Linked DNA regions of Canis lupus: region 1 is linked to region 2. A link is a contact called in public Hi-C data. All regions are on one chromosome and are shown on one strand. The core of a region is the stretch at or near the end of the contact, and the rest is flanking DNA. Distances in the headings are between cores, read along the strand shown.

Region 1 (5,112 bases), core at 1,781-4,280, 610 kb after region 2:
CTTCTGTATCTGCTCTTCCCTTTGCCTGGACGCGGGCCATGCAAAATCTACACAAGGAGCTTCTTCCTGCCAGCATGTCCAAGCTGTGCGGAGAGACCTTCTGGGGCCTTTCCATCTAAAGTGGCCCCACGCTGACCCCTCTCTGCATGTCCTCTTTGCCTGCACTGTCCCCGGGGCCTCGCTCTGCCATCCCTACCCTGCTTTGGGCTCTGGAAGGCTGACCCCACCTATGGACCCTATTGCTGGGGCTCCCTGGCCTCCTGGCTGCCAGCTGGGTTCCGCCAAAGAGATCAGAAAGCCAGGGCAAGTGTGGGCATTTCCTCCTTGCCACTCTCTGCTTTAGCATCTCAATCCCACCCCCTGACACCTGCAGCTCCTGCCAGGCAGCCGCTCTCCTAGGGCTGTGGCAGCTACTTCTACCCCTCAACCCAACACCCCTGGTTGACTCCCCCCATCCTGCCCCGATTAACCTGTTCTTTACTAACTTGAACCATCACAGTGGACCTGTTAGGACTGATACGACTCCGCCCTTGTCCCCTCCTTGGTCATTCCCTAGCATATTATCCTATTTTACTCTCTCAACTGTGCTTGTCACTCTCTGAAATTACCCGGTTCACTTACTTTTCTCAATTATCTGACCCCTCCTCACTCACTAGAGCATAAGAAGGAAGCTCATCGTGTTTAACACTCTACCCAGCAGGCTTACACCACTGCCGAGAACATAGTAAGCGTTCAATAAATAGCAAAAGAATAAATAAAGGTCTGGATGCTAGCCCACTGTCTCCGCTCAAAATACCACCTTGTTAGCAAGTGCTTCCCTGATCATCTTATATAAAACATCATCCTCCCTTCCTTCCCAGATCTCCACTCCCTCCTCCCTATCTTCCCCCCCCTTTTTTTTTAAGATTTTATTTATTTATTCATGAGAGACACACGAAGAGAGAGAGGCAGGGGCACAGGCAGAGGGAGAAGAAGGGAACCCGACGTGGGATTTGATCTCCGGTCTCTAGGATCACGCCCTGAGCCAAAGGCAGGCGCTGAGCCGCTGAGCCGCTGAGCCACCCGGGCTGCCCTATCTTCTCCCTTTTACTTTTTTCCTATAGCACTCTCACCTCCTGACACATGTCATATTTGTTTACAGTCTGTTGCCCCCAACAAAAAGGTGAGCCCCAAAGACAAGGTTGCCATTCCATTCACTGCTCTCCCCCTCAGAGCCTAGAACAGTGCCTGGCCCAAGTGGAGTCTCCAACACTTGTTAAAATGAATAGCCTGCAAAGTGGACAAAATTTCATGCAAAGCAATTTCAGGAATGTCCCCAACACTTACCGGGAAGACTGTAAAACTATGAAAATGCCACACACCCAAGCGAATAGGCACAGTCTTACATGACCTGACCCTGCTCCATCTGAAAGACAGCCTGGGACCCCTGGGAAAGAGACTTGATAGCGCTGGCTAGACCTTGCTCTCAGGAAGAGAAAAGGTCTTAGAATAAGATGAGTGGGACCCTGTATTTATTACCACGATTGTTGCTTTAGGAAGCATGCACAGGAGCTTCCCTAAGCACACGCCACTCTAAATCCTTCCTGAAAGTGGATGGGCACCTAAATCACAAACAAATGGGACGCGAGCACGCATTCTCTGTTCTCCAGTGGTGTTCCTCTTGGCAGCGGCGTTCAACTACAAGTTCATTGACAGTATACGCAGACCCAGAGCCAAGCATGGAAAGCATCACTTTTTTTTTTTTTTTTTGACAGCTGCTCTCCTCCTGAGGCATATCTCTCAAAGACAGGCTTTATTCTGCAATGCCTCCGTTGTCCAAATTCTATTGTGCACGCTAATTGCAGATCTGAAATAAATTCCTCCTCCCCGCCACGCCACCACCACTGATTACTCATACCTGCCCCCTCACCCTCCTAAGTTTCTAAACTGGGTAGCTATTTAAAATAATAATAATAATAATAATAATAATAATAATTAAAAATGAGCTCCTCATGTACTGAGTGTCCCGATGGTGGCATGTCACCCCTTCACGTAGCAAGATTCCTGACTATTGTAAGGGCCTAGAGAATGGGTCCCTTCCCCCTCCCCATTCCCCCCCCTTTGCCCTCCCCAACACTGTTCCACCAAAACTGGCCAGCCACAGGATAATGAGCAACCACAGATCCTCACCCAAACATTGGCTTTTCTTCCAAGAGTGCAGATTGAGAATGCAGGGACGTTGTCCTATTTATGAACAGTGAGTCACGTCGCCGCTGCACGTCTGTTCCCAGCTCCCGATGAATGAGGGGAGCCCCCTTCCCCAAAGGAGTTACTAAGCGCAGAGCGACGGTGCAGCGTGCCCCGGGGGCGGCAGTGCGCGCTCCCGGCCCCCCCCCCCCCCCGCTGCGCCCACCCCGGGGCACCCGCGTCTCCGGGAGGCGAGGACCAGCCGCGGTCCACGGCGCTGCGCCCGGAGCCCCGCCTCGGGGTGCGCGCGCGGCCCGGCCCGGCCCGGCAGGTGCTCGGGGACCCGGGAGCCCCGGGGAGCGCGCCCCCGCCCGGCCAGGAGCGGCCCGCGCGCGGCGACCCGCGCTGCACCGGCTGCCCCGGGCCCCCGGCTGCACAGGCTGCCCGCGCCGCCGCCTCCGGGCAACAAGTGTCCGCCCTCCGCCCTCCGCCCTCCGCCCTCCGCCCTCCCCCGACGGCCCGGCCCTCACCCGGCACAGGCCGTCCACGAACACGCGCGGGTCCAGGTGGCAGGCGATGGTGGCGCTCGGCAGGTCCTGCAGGTCCACCTCCTCCATCTCGCAGTCGATGAAGCTCCAGTCGCCGCCGCCCTCGTCGGCCTCGGCCGCCCCCGAGAACGGCGCGAAGGGCCGAAGCGTCCCCCCGGGCTGCGCTCGCGCCTCGGCCGCCTCGGCCGCCGCCCGGAGCCGGGGCCCGGCCACGGCGTCCTCCATCCCCGCGCCCCAGCCCGCGCGCCCCCCGTGCGCCCCCGTCGGCCGGGCCGGGCTCGCGCGCGCGCCCCTCGCGCTCTCCCGCCCGCCGACTCGGCGGCTCACCCCCTCCGGCTCCCGTCGCTGCCGGCGGCGCTCACCGGGGCTCCCCCGCCCCGCTCCCGACGCGGCCTCCGCGCGCAGGCCCCGCCCAGCCCCGGGGGCGGAGCTCGGGAGGGCTTAGCGGCGGGCCCTTTAAGGCCGCCCCGCCCCGCGGTCGACGGTGCCCCGCCCTTCCAGGAGAGGAAGCCAATAAGGGAACGGGATTGTCCTCACGTGACCCTCATGCTACCGCCCTCAACCCGAAGCCTCGCGGTGGCCATACTGGTTAGGGGCAAAGGCCTGTTCAGCCAGTTCCACTTTTCCGGCGGCTGGTGTCAGCTGCGCGGCGCCAGGCAGCGTCTTGGGCGCCGGATGGTACCTGGAGCCGCAGCGCTTCTCTGGTTCCCCAGGCGGTGACGTTTGGAGGCTCGCAGGCCAACTCTGGGGGGATTTAAGCGAGATTCAGTTTTGGCTGTGGCTCCGTGGCTATCGGCAAGCGGTTAGATGCTTACCGTATATGATCGCATATAGTCGCAGCAGGCGATGCACCAGCCTTATTTTTGTATGTCCGCTTATTAGTCATCATTGTTCAAAATTTAAACAATGTAAATTTTTGGGTTACCACTAAGTGCTATCTACAAGAGGAGATAGATAATGAAAGGAAGAAGCATCGGTCCCTACCATTGGGGAGTTTGTAGAGGGAAGGCGAGCGGTTAGATGCTTACCGTATATGATCGCATATAGTCGCAGCAGGCGTTGCACCAGCCTTATTTTTATAAGTCAGCTTATCTATCATTGTTCAAAATTTATATGATCAGAAGTGAGTATTTGGGTTACCAGTAAGTGCTATGTACAAGAGGAGATAGATAATGAAAGGAACGAAGCATCGGTCCCTATCATGGAGCTTATAGAGGGAAGGCGAGCGGTTAGATGCTTACCGTATATGATCGCATATAGACGCAGTGAGCGTTGCCCTAGACTGTTGACGGCAGTACCTTATTTTTATCGTTGCACTAGGCTGTTGACGGCAATACGTTATTTTTATATTTCAGCTTATTAGTCATTCTAGCATTGTTCAAAATTCACATAATCAGAAGTAAATGTTTGAGTTACCACTAAGTGCTATGTACAAGAGGAGGTAGATAATGAAAGGAACAAAACATCGGCCCCTACCATTGGGGAAGTTTATAGAGGGAATGCACAAGTTCTCAAAACAGCTTCTCTCTCTCTCTCTCTCTCTCTCTCTCTCTCTCTCTCTCTCTCTCTCTCCCCTGGCAGGCAGAATAGATGGAATTCCTTCGCCGTGAAAGACGACGTGATGCAGTGAAAACCTAGGTCTGAATTTCAGCTTTGCTGTTAATGACTGGGACGAGTAACTTGAGTCTTAGTTTCCTGATCTGAAAAGTGGGGTCATATATGGTAAGAGTCCAGGAAGGGCCCAGTACATGGTAACCCTGTTTATGTGTATAGGGTTCCTTGGAAGGTGTAAAATCAGACCTGTATTTTCTCCTAAGGTAGGCTTTCCCTATTTAGTTATGAATTGTAAGCAATTATAATAAAAAGTATATCTGGGACTCCTGGGTGGCTCAGTAGTTGAGCGTCTGCCTTTGGCTCTGGGCGTGATCCTGGAGTCCAGGATCAAGTCCCTCATTGGGCTCCCTGCAGGAGAGCCTGCTTCTCTCTCTGCCTATATCTCTGCCTCTCTCTCTGTGTCTCTCATGGATAAATAAATAAAATACTTAAAAAAAGCATATGTCCAGCTAATAACAGATTTATTCAGAACATGCTGTGTGCTATGATTGACATTGTGGCAATCTCACAGCGATGGGTGGCCACCAAGAGCTTAAATCCAAGTGGGGTAGTAATATGCATGCAGAGATAATTGATGAAATAGAATGTGATCTAAGGATTAAGAAATGGAGGAGCCATCCTACATTGCTGATGGGAATGTAAAATGGTGCAGCCACTTTGGAAAAACAGTCTGGCAGGTCCTGAAAAAGTTAAACATAGAGTTACTCTTGGACTCAGCAATTCCTTTCTAGGTATGAACCCAAGAGAAATGAAAACATACGTCCACACAAAACCAATAGTCAAA
Region 2 (4,452 bases), core at 1,477-3,976:
ATCTTTGAACTTCCAATTTTTCATCTTAAAAGTGCTGAGGACACAGGGTGTCCCTTTCAGCTCTAACTATAAGTCAATTACCTTAATTCTGAGATGAACTCATGCTTCCTTTGAACTCCATAACTAATCAGTTCCAAGTACTGGAGATTTTAAACACTGATAGAAGGACAGTTTTGTACGTTAGAGCCAAGAAAACAGGTATTAATGAAACATATACAAGTATATCTTTATACATTTCACAGTAACATTATAAATTACTCCTGGGGTGCCTGGGTGGTTCAGGCAGTTTAGCGTCTGCCCTTGGCTCAGGTCATGATGAGACCCACGTCATATGGCTCTCTGCTCAGTAGGGACTCTGCTTCTCCCCCTCCACCACCCACCCTCTGCTTGTGCATGCCCTCTGTTTCAAATAAAATCTTTAGAAAAATATTTATTTATTGATAAGAGACACAGAGAGAGAGGCAGAGGCACAAGCAGAGGGAGAAGGAGGTTCCCCAAAGAGAGCCCGATACGGGACTCGATCCCTGGACCCCAGGATCAAGCCCTGAGCCACAGGCAGATGCTCAATCGCTGAGGCACCCAGGCGTCCCATGAATGAAATCTTGAAAAAAAAAAAAAAAAAAAAAAAAATATTCCCTTACAGTGCCTTCTCATCAATGTTCAGTTTAATAGAGCTCTAACAACTTAAGTAAGTGCCTGGTCCTTGAATTATTTTTCACAAAAAACTACAGGCTTTTTCCTATATATGACTACAACATGCTTGGTGGTGCTATACGGTCATAGTGAGAAAGCTAAGGCCTGGAATGAGAAAGATTTAGTCCAGCTCTAAGACCAGGCTGAGTAACACTGGGCAAGTTTTCCAGAGTCGGCTTCCGCTTTTGTAAATGGGAAGGCCAGCTACTTTCCAGCACTGTAATGGGGTTTGAGAAGTTCTCAGAGGAATGCATGGATGGCTCAGTGGTTGAGCATCCACCTTTGGCTCAGGTCCTGGGATCGAGTCCTGTCCTGCATCAGGCTCCTTCTCCCTCTGCCTGTGTCTCTGCCTCTCTTTCTGTGTGTCTCATGAATAAATAAATACAATCTTTTAAAAAAAAAAAAAAAAAGGAAATTCTCATAAACGTTATGCATGGGCCTGCCGCACATCCCACATTCAACGTATTCCATTCCCTGCCCTCATGCACACATCACCTTTTGGAAACCACAGATCACGCAGAAAGGTTTAGGTGGCACTTATACAAACATCTATGCCCTACTGTATTGCCGTTGGACTCACACATGTTCATCTACTCCACAATTAATTAGAAAAGGGGACATACCCTCACGAGCTTGGAAAACGGCCTGACCACAGATGTGCTAAAGCACCGCACCTTTAAAACAGTAATAAAACATTTCAAACGATTAGTTTCCGAGTATCATCACACAGATTACCATGAGCTGCTATTTATCCCCTAGGGGTAAAGTCCCCCCCCCCCCCATTGAGATTCATCCCTAGTTGCCTGGGAAATAGGCTTTCCCACCAACTCCCCAGTTTTGCTAGAAACAGGCTGAGGCTAGCACACGTCAGTGTAAGAGAGAAAACACAAATATGGCTGAAATACAGTTTTCAAAAAAAACCCCCAAGATGACGATGATGATTTTCAAAAAAAACCCCAAGATGATGATGATTATTTGCATTTATATCACCACCCGTGTATTATTATTATTTGCATTTATATTTCCACCCGTGAGGAAGGATTTTAGTTTAAAAAAAAAAAAAAAAAGGGAGGCTTCCAGTCGTGATGTGCAAGAGATACACCTTCTTAGAAACCAAATGATATAGGAAAACGGAGACTGATCCTCTGAGCATTGCAGCCGTCTAACGTGAGCCCAAGCCCTAGTTCTCAGACACGGGATCTGGCCTCCCGAGGAACCGAGCTGGAGCTCGTTTAAATAGCATCTGCAAGGGCACAGGTCACCTTAACATAATATCTCAAATCTGCAGCGTTATTACACCAAAACTGGCTGCGGGGATCCAAATACTTCATCACGCATGAACACTCAGCCAAGCGGCGAGGCGTCGTGCCATGCACCGTGCTGCCTTGTAGCCTAAACAGCACGGCTTTCCCTTCCCACTCCATCTTCCGTGTGACTCTGCGGGCTCGAATCTCAGCTCTGTGCACCCCTTACTGGCTGGGCGGCCAAGGCCGAGTCACTTAAACGCTTCCGTCTCCTTCTCTTTGCACAAAGGTGAAAAATGGGCTTTGCAAATAATCCTGAAGCGTTACTGGTGGGCCCCTGAGAGGTTTAGGCACAACGACAGAGTTAAAGGACTGGGGGCGTGGGGCGTGTCCTTTCCTCGGCGTCCGGGGCAGGCCCCCCGCCCCCGCGTTGCTCCTCAAGCTCAGCGGCGTCCCGAGGCTGTGCTCCGGGCTCCCCAAGGTCAGGCGCGCGTCCCCCTGCGCCCCCCGCCCGCAGGGCGCCGGCAGGGCCGCTCGCCCCCACTCGCCGGGCCCCACGAACCCGACGGCGGCCACGCTGTCCCAGCTGCGGCCTCGCCCCGCGGCTCCTAGGGCTCTGGCACATTCCGCCCTAAGAGGGATCCTCTCGCTAGTTTTCAGGACCTCCGTCCTCTCTCACCTGCCGGGACAGCCCGGACACCGCTGGGGCGGCCATCTTCTCCGGGGGGCTGTAGGTCAAACCCGCGTCAGAGAGACTCAAGGGCGCACGCGTGCGTCAGCGTAGCCGCTCGGCCCTCTGGGAAATGTAGGCGCAGGTGGTCAGGCCGCATGCGCAGGGGTCGCCGTCAGGCTGGGAGTTGTGGTTCTTAGAAACAAGTGTTAAAAGAGTTGGACCCGCTGAGCTAGCGAGCTCGGACAGCGCCTTAAGTTGAAATCCTTGTTACCACGTAATCCTTACCTGTACGGTGGATTTGTTGTCCCTCGTTTTCAAATTTCCATCTAGACAAATAGATAAGTTAGATAAATATTTCCATTTTCAATTTCCATTTAGGGGCTGCCCCGGTGGCGCAGCGGTTTGGCGCCGCCTGCAGCCTGGGGTGTGATCCTGGAGACCTGGGATCGAGTCCCACATCGGGCTCCCAGCGTGGAGCCTGCTTCTCCCTCTGCCTGTGTCTCTGCCTCTCTCTCTCTCTCTCTCTCTTGTGTCTATGAATAAATAAATAAAATCTTAAAATAAATAAATTACCATTTATATAAATAGATAAATTAGATAAATATTTCCATTGTAAATTTCCATTTAGATAAGTAGATAAATTAGATAAATATTTTCATTAGATAAATAGATAAATAAGTTACATTTATTCCCCAATGCACTGCAGCTCCTTGGATATGGCCATAATAGTGGTTTGTGATTACTTGAGTTTTGGGGTTTATTTAATGGTTGATTTACATGGTAGTTTATTTAATGCAATTATTTGAATTTTAGGGTTTATTTAAACCACATATATAGTTTCATTTTTTATGTTGAGTCTCAGGACAGCTCTGAGACGTAGGTAGTCTGGTACTACCCCCCCACCCCCCACCCCCGCATATGTCCCATTTCACATTGATGACTAGCATCATTAGGATCTTTTATCCCTTCTTTCCTCCGCGTCCAAAGGATGTATCAAGCTCAGTTCTTCCCTCTGCATAAAAGGAAAGGAGCTGTAGGGCTCCAGCTGCAACTCTTCCTGCTCAGTGCCTGCCTGGGCGGTGACAGCTCCTACCTCCACCCCCTCCACCCCTCCACCCCCTCCACCCCCCCACCCCCATCTCACCACCAACTCGTTGGTCTGTAAGGGGATATGAGGTTCCCGGTGCCTGAATTCTTGATTCTGGGTAGAGCACAGTGGTTATCCGAGGTTATCTTGGGGTTGAGCAAGTGTGACATTGAAACTGAAAACCCAACACTAGCCTTGGCCAGTTTCTCTGCATTCACAAAAACAAGCGATTTTCAGCCTATTTCACCCTAAATGGAGCTTACTCTTATTTTCCTCTTCTGTACAGTAGAGAACTGGCGAGCAGAGCACGGGTGGGTCGGAGTTCCCTGGTTGAAATTAAGGGGTCCCGCGGTCAATTAAGTTTTTTTTTTCCTGTTCAGATCCGTTACAGGAACACAGATTAATATTCATTAGTTTACCCTTGTAAAGAGCAGTTTTCTCCCCATACATAATACTTGTAAGAATGCAGAAAAGTGCAGGGAATATAATTACTGTCTTTTTCATCACTCAGAGGCAGCTGTTGTCAATATTTGAGTGTCAGCATTTGAGCAGTTTTTTTCAGTATTATAATGGGTATTATAATAATACCTGCCTTATAGATTATTAGGAAAATAAAGATGTTATATGTATATGAAGTATTTAGAGCAATTGCCTGGCACAGTGGCACTCAGTGTTAGTTCCTTATTTTGCATTTGTTGTTGTTACATATATGGATTATAATTTATATACAATTTAGTTTCTTGCCTTTTTCCTTA

Evidence for each region. A called contact is a pair of places that touch in the nucleus more often than the background predicts.
Region 1: a contact with region 2 is called in a Hi-C map of blood, with 3 times the contacts expected there. The contact joins the promoter of RCAN1 here to the promoter of ATP5PO in region 2. A contact is called at or near these places in 2 of 9 Hi-C or Micro-C datasets (both in blood).

What each region holds. Positions count from the first base shown.
Region 1 is chr31:29,671,827-29,676,938 of UU_Cfam_GSD_1.0, forward strand. RCAN1 (calcipressin-1) reads right to left here and starts at 3,031. Exons shown (of 4, transcript XM_038581430.1): 1 at 2,697-3,031. The coding sequence starts at 2,939. It overlaps CLIC6 (chloride intracellular channel protein 6), which reads left to right and starts at 3,282. Exons shown (of 10, transcript XM_038581426.1): 1 at 3,282-3,579; 2 at 4,296-4,436.
Region 2 is chr31:29,064,590-29,069,041 of UU_Cfam_GSD_1.0, forward strand. ATP5PO (ATP synthase subunit O, mitochondrial) reads right to left here and starts at 2,727. Exons shown (of 7, transcript XM_038581415.1): 1 at 2,617-2,727; 2 at 1,317-1,367. The coding sequence starts at 2,652.